Regions from separate parts of the Mus musculus genome. Here all the other regions are linked to region 1. The links are chromatin contacts, called in public Hi-C maps. All regions are on one chromosome and are shown on one strand. The core of a region is the stretch at or near the end of the contact, and the rest is flanking DNA. Distances in the headings are between cores, read along the strand shown. Region 1 has its middle 26 kb from the start of Parp8. Region 2 holds the start of Emb (embigin). Region 3 has its middle 24 kb from the start of Emb.

What was found. Hi-C and Micro-C count contacts between places; a contact is called where the count stands out from the background.
Region 2: a contact with region 1 is called in a Hi-C map of effector CD8 T cells, with 2.9 times the contacts expected there. The contact joins the promoter of Emb here to the enhancer-like site in region 1. A contact is called at or near these places in 6 of 484 Hi-C or Micro-C datasets (CD8 T cells, LSK cells, effector CD8 T cells and 2 more), 6 of 115 datasets of contacts at active chromatin or transcription factors (CD8 T cells, bone marrow-derived macrophages, effector CD8 T cells and 3 more) and 3 of 9 other capture datasets (adipose tissue, liver and pancreatic islet).
Region 3: a Hi-C map of granulocyte-monocyte progenitors shows a contact between it and region 1, with 4 times the contacts expected there. The contact joins two enhancer-like sites. A contact is called at or near these places in 1 of 15 datasets of contacts at CTCF or cohesin (CD8 T cells), 16 of 484 Hi-C or Micro-C datasets (B cells, CD4 T cells, DN3 thymocytes and 13 more), 3 of 115 datasets of contacts at active chromatin or transcription factors (bone marrow-derived macrophages, effector CD8 T cells and microglia) and 2 of 9 other capture datasets (liver and pancreatic islet).

The regions. Positions count from the first base shown.
Region 1 is chr13:117,048,588-117,053,548 of GRCm38.p6, forward strand. It overlaps the pseudogene Gm29767. Among named protein-coding and RNA genes, the nearest start is that of Parp8, 26 kb to the left of the region's middle. Within about 2 kb of position 3,019, at least 36 of the 459 cell types and tissues checked have an H3K27ac peak or open chromatin away from gene starts, as enhancers often do. A contact at or near this core is called in CD8 T cells, bone marrow-derived macrophages, effector CD8 T cells and 6 more, where this site is marked.
Region 2 is chr13:117,217,979-117,222,939 of GRCm38.p6, forward strand. It overlaps Emb (embigin), which reads left to right and starts at 2,595. Exons shown (of 9, transcript NM_010330.4): 1 at 2,595-2,979. The coding sequence starts at 2,871.
Region 3 is chr13:117,193,758-117,198,718 of GRCm38.p6, forward strand. No RefSeq gene overlaps it. Among named protein-coding and RNA genes, the nearest start is that of Emb, 24 kb to the right of the region's middle. Within about 2 kb of position 2,389, at least 86 of the 459 cell types and tissues checked have an H3K27ac peak or open chromatin away from gene starts, as enhancers often do. A contact at or near this core is called in CD8 T cells, bone marrow-derived macrophages, effector CD8 T cells and 2 more, where this site is marked.

The DNA of each region.
Region 1 (4,961 bases), core at 1,769-4,268:
AGACTCAAAACTAAGCAGCCAGGAAGTGCACCCCCAAACCTAGCGAGGAAACCACCCCACCACCAGTGAGAAGCAAGCAGCCCGCAGAACAGCAACTGTGAGGCTTGCTCAATCCTAAGCCAACTGCTAAACCACCCTTACAACTCCCACTTGTTCTTGAGACAACAGATACTTTAGCAGCTGTTACACTGCCTGCACAAGAAACAGAGAAAGCATAACTGAATCTGTTTCATTTTTATTAATTCCCAAGTCAAAATGCAGTACTGGCAAACAGATTGACAAAACTGAAATCATATGTTTGTACCCTAGCTGCAAAGGAGGCTGGGGAAGCTAGCATTTGGCATTTTAGCTTCTAAAGCAGGCGGCGTTTTCTAAACTGGTGCACTAGGGAATTCCTCAGAAAGAAAAAAGCCTCAAATGAAAACAGATATTCTTGCTTTGGTTTGCTCAATAACTATACAGACCTTTCCTTTTAAACTAAACATGAAAGACCCAAACTTTCTCCTAACAGAAAGAAACCAATTTTTTTCCCCTTGTAACTGAACATCATCTCCAAATTCAAGAACTCTGAGTGACTTGGCAATGTATGTCAACACATGCCAGGGATGCTGGCAGCTGAGAGGTGGGAGCTGGAGAATCGAGAATCCAAAGTCATCCTCAACTGCATGGGGCATCTGAGGCCAACTGAGCTACGTAAGACCCTGAATCAAAAGGTTCATTTCTCTAAGTCCATCACTGTACTGCCTTGATACTTAACCATTCCTAGCATGCCCTGTATGAAAGAGGTGGATAAAAGAGCAGATGGAAGACTGGGAAGTATTGGATTCTATAGCTATGTGCAAGACAACAGAAGGACACAAACATCAATCCTACCTTCTTACTTCTTTACCAGCGGTTTAGCATGAATGGCCATTTGGCTTCAGCTAAAAAAGTCCGCTAATCAAAGTTGCATCTATGTGCTGATAACCTAGTGATATGATCTTGCTTTGGCCACTGTTTATTCCTTAAAAATAAATAAGAAGAGAAAGGAAGGAAGGAAGGGAGAAGGAGGGAGGGAGGGAGGGAGAGAGAGAGAGAGAGAGAGAGAGAGAGAGAGAGAGAGAGTGAGTGCCGGTGATTAAAGCCAGAGACACAGTGGGTAAAGATACCTGATGCCAAGCCATGGTGACCTGAATTCACTCCCCAGCGCCCATATAATGAAAAGAGAGAACTTAACTCCTTCAACTTGCCCTTTGACCTCCACACTTACACTGAAGCATGCACATACCATGGCAGGTGCATACCAGTAGGCAAGTAGACATACAGACACATGCATGCTCACATACATAAATGTAATAAGATAGAAAGATTTTAAAGCAGGCCTTGAACTCCTAAAAGGGCTGGGATTACAGGTTGTGCCACCATGTCCAGTTACAGACTCTCTCTGCTCTGTCCCTGATTCTGTCTGTCTATCTGCCTCTCTCTTTCTCTCTTTCTCTCTTTCTCTCTCTCTCTCTCTCTCTCTCTCTCTCTCTCTCTCTCTCTCTCTCTCTCACACACACACACACACACATTTAAATTGAAAATATACACCACAGGTTCATGTGTTCAAAAACCTTGGTCCTTTAGACTCAGAGGTTATAAACAAATAATCTTAAAGAGGATTTAAAGTTGGAAAGGAATGTGGGGTGGAGGATCCCAGGGATGTTGAAGAACAGGTTGGGGCCAAGTATGGTCAAACCACATTGTTGCGTGGATGACATCCACAAAGAATAAATAACATCTATTATTTTTCTTTTTTAAAGTCCTGGTTCCTGTCTGGTGAGGAGAGGATAGAGGGCTCAGGTGATGAAATCTGGATGGAGGAAGAAAGTGACCGGAAGTAGGGGTAGATGAGCCTTTGGAGGTAAAATCCAGGTTCTTCCTCACCCTGCTCCTCATGTCCCATAAAGGGAGATGCTTTGCTCCGCCATTTGGATTTTCTCATCACTGCCCTTAAGAAATGGAGACAGACAGTTACAGAGCGGAGAGAGTGAGGAGGCTGCGTCTGGCTCCCGCTCTCACAGCCATTGCAGTACATTGATCTCCATAGAGACAGCACTGGGGCAAGCGAGAGCCTGATAGGCACTGGGAGACTCTGTGCCTTGCGGAGGAAAATCAACTAAACATGGGCAAAAGAGATCCTAAGAAGCCGAGAGGCAAAATGTCCTCATATACGTTCTTTGTGCAAACCTGCCAGGAGGAGCACAAGAAAAAGCACCCGGATGCTTCTGTCAACTTCTCAGAGTTCTCCAAGAAGTGCTCAGAGTTATGGAAGACCATGTCTGCTAAAGAAAAGGGGAAATTTGAAGACATGGCAAAAGCTGACAAGGCTCGTTATGAAAGAGAAATGAAAACCTACATCCCCCCTCCTCAAAGGGGAGACCAAAAAGAAGTTCAAGGACCCCAATTCGCCCAAGAGGCCTCCTTCGGTCTTCTTCTTGCTCTGTTCTGAGTACCGCCCCAAAATCAAAGGTGAGCATCCTGGCTTATCCATTGGTGAAGTTGCAAAGAAACCGGTGGCGGGGTGGGGGTGGGGGGGGAGGAGAGAGAGAGAAAGAGAGAGAGAGAGAGAGAGAGAGAGAGAGAGAGAGAGAGAGAACTGAATCATTCTTAGAGGTTTATCCACATCCTTTCTACCAATCTTGTCAACAATCTTTCTATTTTTTTTCCTTCCATTCCCTTAATCATCTAGACAAGTTCTTAGGCACCAGCTTTACACCTGACCATAGGACATCTCCCTGGAAGACACAGGTCTGTACAAGTCATTCCCATCTTCTCAAGGGATCGGAGAGTTGACTTGCTAGGGTTCCTTCATGGTCAGCAGCTTCTGCCACTATGTTTTGTTCTGTTGCTAGAACTTGAGTTTCTATGATGACTAGGACCAAACCAAGAGTTATTTCTAAAAAAAAAAAAAAGTTACATAGTCAGAGACTGACGTCTACCAAGACAAACCAAAGAGCACAGCAATCTGAACCAGTTAGAAATCATTCTCTTCATCTTGATAGCCACAAAGGGTGGCAGCAGCGTTATAAGCCACAAAGGAGCGACTAGGTGAAGAAATTGAAATCTCTAGAATCTAGAGACATCAAAGCATCAAAACTCACACCTAAAGCTTTGGGTGGCAGTATATCAAAAATCACCAATTTGGTGGATGTATTTTGTCTGTCCCATACCATCAGTATGAAGAATGTATATTAGAGCTAAGGCTGGGAAGATGGCTCAGTGGATAAAATGACTTGGTAACACAAGTTGGGGATCAGAGGTTTAGATGTCTAGAAGCCACAGAAATATCAGGTGGGTGTGGTGGCACAACTGTAATCCCAGACCTTGGGATCTGTAGAGCAAGCTGACTAGACAGACAGCGGAATCAGCAAGTTCTAGGTTCATGCGAGGTATCTTGCCTCAGTACATAAGATGGAGAAAGCAGAAGTAGATTGGAAAAGGCACCTGATGTTGACTTCTGGCCTCACATGTCCACACCCATGACAACACTCCTATGCACATGCACACACACACACACACAAAAGAACACAATTTTTAAATATATTATGCTAAAAGGTTACATTATACAAGAAAAGGCAACCATGGGGTTATTAAATAATGGGACTATCAATAGAAACATCGTAATAGAAATGAATGTGATACAATTATAATGCAATAAAAGGCTACCCAGAATAAAGTTAATATAACAAGACAGGACTAATGCAAAACAGAGAAGTCCAGATGTGATGGCTTATGCCTGTAATCCAAGCACTTGGGAAGATGCAGTAGGGAGAGTACTATGAGTTTGGGGACAGGCTGAACTACAGAATACAGGATCCTCTCTCAATAAAATCACAACACCAAATCAAATCAAAACACTGCAAGCAAAAAAAAAAAAATGTGTTTGGATGAAACAGAAATCCTTACTAATGGGCTGGGAAGGAGATCAGTCATGAAGTCTTGGTGAATATATTGGGTTTCATCCCAAACACCACAGATAACGAAGAGGAGTAAAGAAAGAAGAAAGAAGAGAAGGCCACTTTACTGATATCATGGTATTTAATGAGAAATCCTAAAATTCCTTGCCTTGGGGTTGTTTGTGGCTTGATGCTGTCTTTGAAACCTGATGTCTTCCTTCCTTTGCTTTGGCTTCCTGGCCAGCTGGTTTCATCATGAAGTTCATCTCCTCATGGTTTGTAGCTGCAACAGTTAAGATTGTCGATATTTATTTGCACGTTAGAGGGGAGGCAGGAAAGGTGGGCAATAAAGCTTCTTTCATTTGTGTAAGGAGCAAACTCTTTCCCAGAAGTTCTCAGGCTACTTCCTTTTCTGTCTTTGAGATCAGAAATAGAACCGGCCTCTAAGGAAATCACAAAAAAGGGGAAATGGGCAATGGTTGATTCATCAACTGTGCCCAACCAGCTCCTAAACAGATAACAGATAGGAATCAGAAACAGCTCTTGGGCAGACAAAAAGACTCTGCCTCAACTGTAAATTTTTTTGTGGGGGGTAAATGTATTTGCAAACAACTGAGAATGGGGAGACCATATCCTGCCCTCCATTTCTCTAACCTACAATCTAAACTCATTCCTCTAGTTTTGTTTCTCAAAATTAGGTTGCCTGAAGTTTACATCAGTATTCCAATATTGTCATTATATAGTATTCTGCTAGTTGTGCTGAAATCTTGCAGACAAAGGTACAGGCCAATCATGAAGTGGTCAAGAAATGGTAGGGTAGGAAAAGATAAATGTCATGATTAACAGCTCTGCTGACTTGTAACCTTCCAACAGTAACTACATATGCAAACTAGACCCTACAATGAGGAAACAGTACATTAATGGAAGAAGAAGGAGAAGGAGAAGGAGAAGAAGAAGAAGAAGAAGAAGAAGAAGAAGAAGAAGAAGAAGAAGAAGAAGAAGAAGAAGAAGAAGAAGAAGAACAACAACAACAACAACAAC
Region 2 (4,961 bases), core at 1,345-3,844, 170 kb after region 1:
GTTTGTTTGTTTTTGAGACAGGGTTTCTCCCTGTAGCTCTGTCTGTTCTGGAACTAGCTATGTAGGAAGAGCTGGCCTTGAACTCACACAGATCCATCTACCTCTGCCTCTCAAGTGCTGGGATTAAAGGTATGTGCCGCCACCACCAGGCCATAAGCCATATTCTTTCCTGAAATTCCCCCTCCTCCATGTAATATTAACCCAGGAACATGAATATTTTTATATGCATATACCAACTAAAATTTAATGGTGGCTCCCTGGAGGAAGCACAGTTCTCTTGTTCAGTAGTTTAGTCTATCAGGTAAGTTTCTTTCTGCAAAAAGTGTTGGCATTTAGGCTCCGCCCCACAGTTACCTGGCAACAGCCAGATGTGCCTGACTCACTATAAAAGGGACTGCTTTCTCCCTTCTCTCTCTCTCTCTTGTTGCTCCCCATTCCCCTTCCCCTCTCTCTCCACATACTCATGGCTGGCCTCTTCTCTCTCTCTCTCTCTCTCTCTCTCTCTCTCCTTTCTCTGTCTCTACTCCCTCAACTCTCTTCCCCATTCCCTGAATAAACTCTATTCTATACTATACCTTCCTGTGTGGCTGGTCCCTCAGGGGGAGGGGATGCCTCTGCATGGGTCCCCAGAGGCACCCCTTCCCCCACATCTGACTGCACAGCCACCTAACACATTCCTTCGCTCCTCTTTATTTTTATAAAACACAACATGAAGTACTTGTCATTTGGGGGGAATCTTTATTTTTTTAATCTTATTTGAATTTATAATTATCAAGGCTAGCTTTTAAAGAGTAAGAGGTCATGACTGTAGTGATGGCTCAGCAGTTAAGAACTACTCTTCTAGAGAAGACTAGGGTTTGATTCTCAGCATCCACATGATGGCTGACACTGTTTGTAACTCAGGTTCTAGGGATCCATTGCCCTTCTCTGGCTTCCATGGGCACCAGGCACACATGCGATACAGACCTACATGCAGGCAACACCCACCCCCACCCGCACACAATGTATTGGCATGCTGTGGCATGCATTCGTGGAGGCTGAGATAGAGGAACTGCATGACTCCAGGGCCTGGGGGCTAGCCTCAGCAACACAGCCAAATTATGTCTAAGACACACCAAACAAAAAACTCCAGAAAAGACCTGTCCCCTGGAGAGATGGCTCAGAGGTTAAGAGCACTGACTGTTCTTCCAGAGGTTCTGAGTTCAAATCCCAGCAACCACATGGTGGCTCACAATCATCTGTAATGAGATCTGATGCCCTCTTCTGGTGGTCTGAAGACAGCTACAATGTACTCATATATAATAATAATAATAATAATAATAATAATAATAATAATAATAATAGACCTGCCCCCACCTCAGGCAAGCATTCCATCACAACTAGTATTTGCTGTGTTACACAGAGACACTATTATCTTCATAGAGACCTCAAACAAAAAGGTAAAAATTGCTACGGGTCGCGTTTAATGCCCTCAGCGTAAATGACATGACTTTTCTTCTTCTCCATGTATAAGCCCACAGTTTTCCAGGAATCTCACCTGCAACCCCATTTACAACAAAAGGAAATGTCTTAACTATCCGGTAGAACGCTTGCAGTCCATGTTTTGATCTTATCAGACTGTAACTCCACGAAAGGCGCCCCTGTAGCCACCCTACAAAAAGGAGGGATGGGGGGAGGGGCTCTTAGCAGCCCCTTTGAGTTGTAACTTGGGAGCCACCAAAATGGTCTTTATGGTTACTGTTAAAACACAGCTCTGAAACCCATGCACCTGGTCTTGGATGTGTCTTATTGTTATTAGCCCTCATATTTAAATCTACTCTGAGAAAACCCTCTTTTTAATTAACTCCAGCTCTGCTTCATACCACATCATTCTTTAATTCCTTCCTTCAGTTTTACCTGAGTGGAGGTTCCTAAGGGACAAAGGGCTACTAAGTAGGGCTTGCTGAGTGCCCCGGATTTAAGGCTCACTAGTTTTAACCTAGACGCCTTTCCCGCTGAATAGGAAAACAATTGTTTTGAACTATCTCAATTTATTTGATAGGAGAGTAAGAAACTTCAACCTCCGGCCCCGCGTGGGTAAGAGATAACATTGTATTCCACAATGTTTGACAAAGATGAATGGCCTTCTGCCATTTACACAGAATCCCCTTAACTTAGTTTTTGTTTGGTGAGCTCTTTGGCGCCAGGAGAGCTGTTGCCGCAAGCAAACAAAGGGAAACACACTGTGGGGCCTAGGGACTCTGAAATCTTAATCCGGAGGGAACTGGCCAAACCTTCAGAGGGGGAGGGTATGCACGACTAATAGAAAGCTCTGAGAAACATTAATTTAAGTACCGGGCTTGGGGGCACTGAATAGCGCCCTCGGTCTGGTAAGAAGAAACCTTTGCACATCCAAAGATGTATAGGAGCAGAACTATCCGGTCCTTTTCACCTGTCACATCAAAGTAAATGTGTGAACCCATCCAACGGATGGAAAGAACACTCTGTGGGGAGTTGCAACCCCTCCGGGAGGTGATGGGGTACACACACCTGGCTGGCTCCAGGAGCTAGGTCCCTCCCCAACCTGTGTTAGCCAGAGGGTGGGGGCGGGAGAGGATTCGGCGCCGAGGTTGCACAGCACATCCGGGCGCGCCGGTAGCGGGCTGCGGGCTGCATAATTGATGGAAGGCCGGCGCAATTGCGCTGGGAGCGTCTCGGGGGTGGAGGCCAGGGCGGCCGGGCCCCTCCCACTCGGTTTATTCTCGAGTGTCCTGTCCCCAGGACTGGCAGTGGGCGCCCAGTTACCAGCAAGTGTACACAGGGACCAACGGAGACGGATCGCAGCGAGCTGAGGGTGCCTTAGCGACCTCCTGGACAGACCCGCCCGCGCCATGCGCTCGCACACTGGCCTGAGGGCGCTTGTGGCGCCTGGTTACCCGCTCCTCCTTCTATGTCTTCTGGCGGCGACGCGCCCTGATCCGGCTGAGGGCGATCCCACAGGTACCTGGGGGGTTCGGGGGGCTGGCGCGGGGAGGGCTCTGGGTTCACCGGAAGAGGCTCAGTGGCGGCGACCCTCCAGCCCGACGACATCCCTTGCCGCTCGCGCAGGGGCCGCGGGGATGCAGGCGCAGGCGGCTACGGAGCGGAGAGGGGGGTGGCCTTTCATTGGCTGGGCGCGGGTTACCCAAGGAGGAAACGTGGGAGCCCGGGTGGCTCCGCATCCGCCGGGTATAGGGATGATCCCGTCCCAGTAAAGCTCAGTTTGATCCTGGGAGCTGGTAGTGAGACAGGGTCGGATTTTTCCTAGGAAGTGGGCAAATAGAGTGCGTGGGTTTGTGCGGGGGAGACTGGGGGCTTCTGCTAGTGTGGCATGATTATGAGTCCACATTCCGCGAGGCCGGCTCCCTTCATTAGAGCCACAGCGAGGCTCTCGTATCACCTTTCCTCCTGGCAGGTGTTGAAATTGAGTATGATTTTTAGAGCAGAGGGTAAAAATCGCGATAGCCAGCCAACTCAAACAAGCCCAGATAAGAAAATTAGACGTGTGTGTTGTCTTTTCATAACAATCTTTATAAAAACAAAACATTTTTCAAGGGTGTTGGGTTGCGTGTTTACGGCATGCGGACAGAAGGATTTCCGTGAAAAACATTACCGGGTCAAGATCTATTTTGCCACCTTAACTCACCTTTTTATACTTTATGTGTTGCAAGCGATCCAATGCTTTTCAGTGCAAGTTCCTGTGTCTGTGGCAGGTTAGCTCCCATTTAAGTCACCACTAACTTTCTTAAGCAGTTGAAAGACTGGCTTTACTGGGAACTAAATCCAGACATTATTCCACACAAGGTTTTGCGCTATTATAAATTATTTCCATGAGGTTATAGCATGTAGATTGGTTAAACATAGTATAAAAGAAAATGGTCAAAAGGACACACACACACACTGTTAACTTGGATTCTTCTAGTCCCTAGATTTTCTTGTTCCACATGTTTTCCATCATAATAGTTTAGGACATGACCTTACCAGGCGAACCTGGTTCTTCGGTCCTCTTCCATGCATCATTTATCATATGCTTCTGAAAAATATAGCCTCTTTTTCTAACTCGCTTCTTTTGCCTCCCCGCTTCCCCTTTCCGCTCCCAGCTCCTTCCCTCCCCCTCTCTTCCTTTCTTCCTCCTTCCCCCTTCCTTCTTTCTTCCCTCTGCACTTCCCTCTGCTGTTGTCTTCCTCCTTTCCGTGAGCGTGGGCCTGCGTGGACAGAAGCACCTCCACCTTGGAACTACAAATCCAGCCTACACTATTGTTTTGAGATTCAGTGTCTCTTGGGTTAGTTCTAGAAGTTTGCCTTCTCCACTTGGCAGTGGTGGGAACTTTTTCCCCAAGAGCTTTAAAAAGACCGATCTCCAGGTCTTGCCCTAGAAACAACTGATTCTTTTAGCATAGAAGTCAGCCTGGACATTAGCAGTTTGGAAAAATTCTCAGTGTGAGTCAAAGCAGGCAAAAATCACGAGAGGACCCAAGGGTGTATTGTTGCTGACGTCAGGTTGAAGTTAATGTACCCCCCTGGCTTCTATAGAGAAGAAACTTGGAAGCAGATGAAGCTGTAAATAAACGTGCTGAAAGTCAGGGGAACGTGGGACTTCCTTGGAAGACTCAGCTCAGACGAAAGTTACAAAATTTGAATGCCTTGGTATCTGAATTCCCAGCATCCATTTGGCAGCTTCCAACCATCTGTAACTGCAGTCCCAGGGGATCCGTCCTCTTCTAGCCTCCTTGGGCATGGGCATAGATGTAGGGAAAACACTCATATACATAAAAACAAATAGCTAGATGGATAGATGAAAGGATAAATAAAGTGGTGAGGCCTCTACAACTCTTCCTAGATTCAGTATTAACTTGAATGAGATTCAACATTGTCTTTACTAAAGCAATACAGCAAGGTTTATTGAGTGCTTATGTCTTTATACTTTGGACTATTTAGAAATA
Region 3 (4,961 bases), core at 1,139-3,638, 140 kb after region 1:
CCATGAGAGACGGAGTCTCCCACCTGCAGCCTGATGGGGGGAACCTGACTCCCTGGAATGTCCTCCTTCATCATCTTGACAATTCCCGCCCCCACGGCATTCCACTTAATTTGATTTACTTTGATTTTGTGGAAGACATTCTCCAGTAGATCCTCAGGGAAAAGATTCTTGAAATATACAGTTTTTTAGATAGTTCTTGATTTAATATGTTTTTATTTGGTCTTCATATTAATAGACATTTCAGTAGGGCCAAGGGAGGAAATATTTTTTTCTTTCAGAATGTTGGAGCCAGGTTTTTTTGTTTGTTTGTTTTTTTGTTTTGTTTGTTTGTTTTTTTTTTTCTGTTTAGAAACTTGGGAGGTGCTGGTCATACCTGACTTAACATACAATAGCTAGAGGCAGGAGGATTGTTGTGACCTCAAGGCCAGCCTGGGTTACATAGTGAGATCTATCCTCGTCTGGTCTACAGAGTTAAGAGTGTCTCAAAAAGCAAATAAGGAGCCAAGCGTAGTGGGACACACCTTTAATACCAGCATCTGGGAGGCAGAGGCAGGTAGATCTGTATAACCTCAAGGCTAGCCTGGTCTACATGCCAAGTTCCAGCACAGCCAGGACTAAGTAGAGAGTCCTTGTCTGAGAAAAAGCAAACAAAGTTGCAGCCATTTTAAATTTCTTATGATGTCACTATCTTTCCTTCCTTCTTTCCTTCCTTCCTTCCTTCCTTCCTTCCTTCCTTCCTTCCTTCCTTCCTTCCTCCCTCCCTCCCTCCCTCCTTCCCTCCCTCCCTCCCTCCCTTCCTTCCTTCCTTCCCTTCCTCCCTTCATCTCTTGCCTTCTCTTTCCCTCCCTCCCTTCCTCTCTCCCTCCCCTCCTCTCTCCCTTCCCTCCTCCCCTCCTTCTGGCGTCTATATTCTTACAGTTTCACAGGATATCAGTGTACACCTGTCTCTCTCCACCTGGTTGGAACCAGGAATATGTCTGCCTACATTTTCTTACCTTTAGTTAATGCTGACATTTCCTCCCTGACTTCCTTTCTCCTTGAGCTTTCTCTGACTCCCTCGGACTTCTGCTCTTTGGATGTGGGGTTCTCAGCCACCGATGCTTTCTCATCTTTTTCTCTCTTCGGAGAGCTTCTTAACCTCATTTTTCTTTTTTTCTTTTTCTTGTTTTTAGAGAAAAAAAAAAATGGGAAGGAGTTTAACTAGGAGAGCCATGTCATTGAGTTAGGCACAGAGGTCAGCCCACAGCAGGAAGCAGCCACATGGCGAGGGGGGCTTTAGATCAGAGTAAGGACTTTAGGTTTCTTTACATATAACCAGTGAGGGTTCTGTTTGCTTGTTTGCTCTGTTTTCTCTTTTCATTTGAGATTCTCTCTCTCTGGTATTTGCTAATCTTTAGTTGTTTTATTATATTTATCTGTTTGTTTGTTTGTTTATGGAGAGAGGGTTTTTCTATGTATCCCTGGCCATCCTGGAACTCATTCTATAGACCAAGCTGCCCTCAAACTCAGAGATTCACCTGCCTCAGTCTCCCGAGTGCTGGGATTAAAGGCGTGCAACACCTCCGCTCAGTTTAGCTGTTTCATTCTTATTCAGGATTATTTAGTGGTGGTTGGAGAGATGTTTCAGCTGTTAGGCATGAGTTTGGTTCCCATCAACCACGTTTGGGGCAGAACAATCCCCGGTAACTCAAGATTCAAAGAATCCGATGTCCTCTTCTGGCATCTGGGGGAACCTCTGTGGGCACAAATGCTAATGATACTAATAATAAACCTGAAAAACAGAAACCTTTAGTTGTATAAAACCTTTATTTTAATCATTTTGTAACCTTAGAACACATTGAAATGCTGTACAAGTCCACACTGAGAATTAAGGCAACAGCTCTGATTGGAGAATTCTCAGTACTCAGCCTACAGCGTCTCTATGAAGCCATCTGTCGTAGTCCAGAACCAACCTGTACATTCACTCTCAACCCTGTGCTGATCTGATGAGTAATTTCATTCCACTCTCGGCTTGTGTTTCAGCTTCTCAGAGGGCCACACAAACTGATGTTACTAATCTTGGCAACCCACACCTCCAAGTCTGAAGACCAATCCCCAACACCTCCCCTGGGGACAGGAGGGGGCATCCGCCTCGAGGTGACCAATGAGGAACCTAAACTGGTCAGCACACACGCCCTTGTTTGAGCTTTGCCTTTCACCCTCTGGGCCATCTCAGTCTGAAAGTAGCTGGGTCTAGATCCTGCTTTCCGTGGACATAGCTCTTTTGATAGGTCCTTAACTACGACAACTCCAGTACATGCTGGTCCCCCAACCCCAAAGCGTGTGTTAACAGGCAAGCTTTTATTCCACTACCAAAAACAAAAATTTACTTCCTGTCAACAGTGAGTAGGCACTTCCGGAATGGTGAAGCTATGCTGTACGCTGCAGGAGGCCTCTGGACTGTAGTGCACGTCTCTGTATAAGAACGAGAGATACTGGAGGGAGGGGTGGGGAGGGACACAGAGAGTGGTGACCTGGGTTTTGCTTTTTGATGACCATGCATTTTTACAAATTTTGCCAGTAAACCTTTGTCTTAACCCATTGGGATTGACTTAGCAATCTTTCTAAATTCCAGCACAAAAAAAGCTCCAAATGGGGGCATTCTCTCTCTCTCTCTCTCTCTCTCTCTCTCTCTCTCTCTCTCTCTCTCTCTCATACACACACACACACACACACACACACACACACACACACACACACACAAGTCAGTTGGGAAAAAAATACTGTTTTTGTATAATCCATAAAAGTTAAAATATAGAGCCGGGCGTGATGGCGCACACCTTTAATCCCAGCACTCAGGAAACAGAGACAGGCGAATTTCTGAGTTCGAGGCCAGCCTGGTCTACAGAGTGAGTTCCAGGACAGCCAGAGAAACCCTGTCTCAAAACCCTGTCTCAAAAAAAACCAAAAATAAATAAATAAATAAATAAAAATAAAAAAGTAATAATAAAAATAAAAAAATCGATTAAAAAAAACAGTACTAACCATTACACCAAACATTTCTGTTTTGCATTTTATAATTTACATTGATGCTAAACTTTTGTCTTGATCTCCACAGCACTGGTAGATGTATATTTTTTTTAACCGTAAGAGATGGGTTTCAGTTTCTCAAAAAAAGCAAATGACAGGGTTGAAGCTCAGGACCGCTAGCTCCCCAACCCTCCTAATGTGTGAGCCGGCCCCTCCAGCGGGGCAGGCCATCTCCAGGAGGAGGCTCCCCTTTTTATCTGATTCCTCCAGTTTTGCTCCTTTTCTTCTTTGCAGGAATCTGAGGGCAAATCTTACCCTTTCGTTGAATCCTTTAACAAGCACTGCCCATGTTTATTAACTAAACAGGCGCTCTGGCAACCATTCATCTTTGAGAATGGAAACAAAGTTGCATTTATCAGAACTTAGATTAGAGTTCTGCCCATCTGTTTACTTTGCCACAATATCGCCCCGGCAAGAGCATCTACAGGATCTGAAACCTAGCATGTCTTCCTCTGCAGCAACGAACAGAAGTGAGGCTGTCATTACAAGTGCCCACATAGCTAGGCGTAGAGAGGAATTCGTTTTATGTAACTTTTACATCTTATAGTTTTTCTTAAACTAACAAAACATTTAAATCATAACATGAACTATTATTTTGGCATAAAACTCTCTGCACAGAAGAGTATTTCAGTAAAAACTGACATTTCATTCCTGATGGCGGGGGAATGCCGTCCTCCCTCATTCCTCCCCTAGTGCTCCACTGCAAAGACAGAGATAAAATTCCACACAGCCTCATTGTGAAGATGGAGATAAAAGTTTCATGTAAGACTTTGGCATCTCTGATCTTTGTCTTGTATCAACTGCTTCGCATGCAGAACACCAACATGGGCTAGATCTCTTGGAATTCCATACAGCTACAAAATATTTCCTCCAACTGATCTAAATAATCAGATTGGTTAATAGTGTTGCTTATGTGTGTGTTAGGCTGCTACACCCCCCTCCTAGTTCTAATTTGAGCTAGGAAATGGAACTATTAGTAAATGAGAGAGTGGTGGTATAGCTCAGTGGTAGGGTGCTCACTGGTTGCATCTGTGACCCCAGTCTCATGCAGAGCACCACAAAAGTCTAGATAGGGTCAATGCAAAATTCTTAAGTAAAAGGTACTTGTGTTTGAAAGAGATAAGTCAAGAGGATTTGAGGTAAACTGTCAAATTCACCACAAATTCAACCATAGAACGGGGCAGAAGAAAGATGCAGAGGAGGACAGAAGGTACCTTTACGTCTGGTTCACTTGTCTTATTTTTGTTTTTGAGACAGGGTCTCATTATGTAGCCCTGGATGGCCTAGACCAGGCTGGGGCTTTGAATTTACAGAGATTCCCCCACCAATGCCTCCCGAGTCCTTGGAATTGAGGACATACACCTCTACATTTAGTTTTTGGTTTTTTTCCACCACTTTTTTTTTCTATTCTTGACATTAGCAAAAGCTATTTTTAAAGGACTAGTTAATAAGACTATGTAACAAATTATTCCTAGTGATAAATAGTATTGTAATCGGAAGGCATCCTGGGAAGGGTTCATCAAACAAACAAACAAACAAACAAACAAACAAAAACTGTACAATAGAAAATGAGTGAATAGCCAAAATAAATCTGGTGAATTGGTTCATCAAAAAAGGGGGGAAAGGGAAGTGAAAATGCCACTATTTGCATTTTCTCTAGTCTTGACCTTTTAAAAATTTATTTATTTATTTATTTATTTGGTGTTTTGCCTGCATGTATGTTTGTACCATGCTCATGCAGTACCCAGAGGGGCCAGAAGAGGGCAGTAGATACCTTGGGACTAGAGTTACAGACAGTTATGGCTGCTAACCTGTGGATGCTGGGTTTTGAACCTGCATCTTCTAGAAGAACCACTAGTGCTCTTAACCACAAATCCAACTCACTCCAGCCC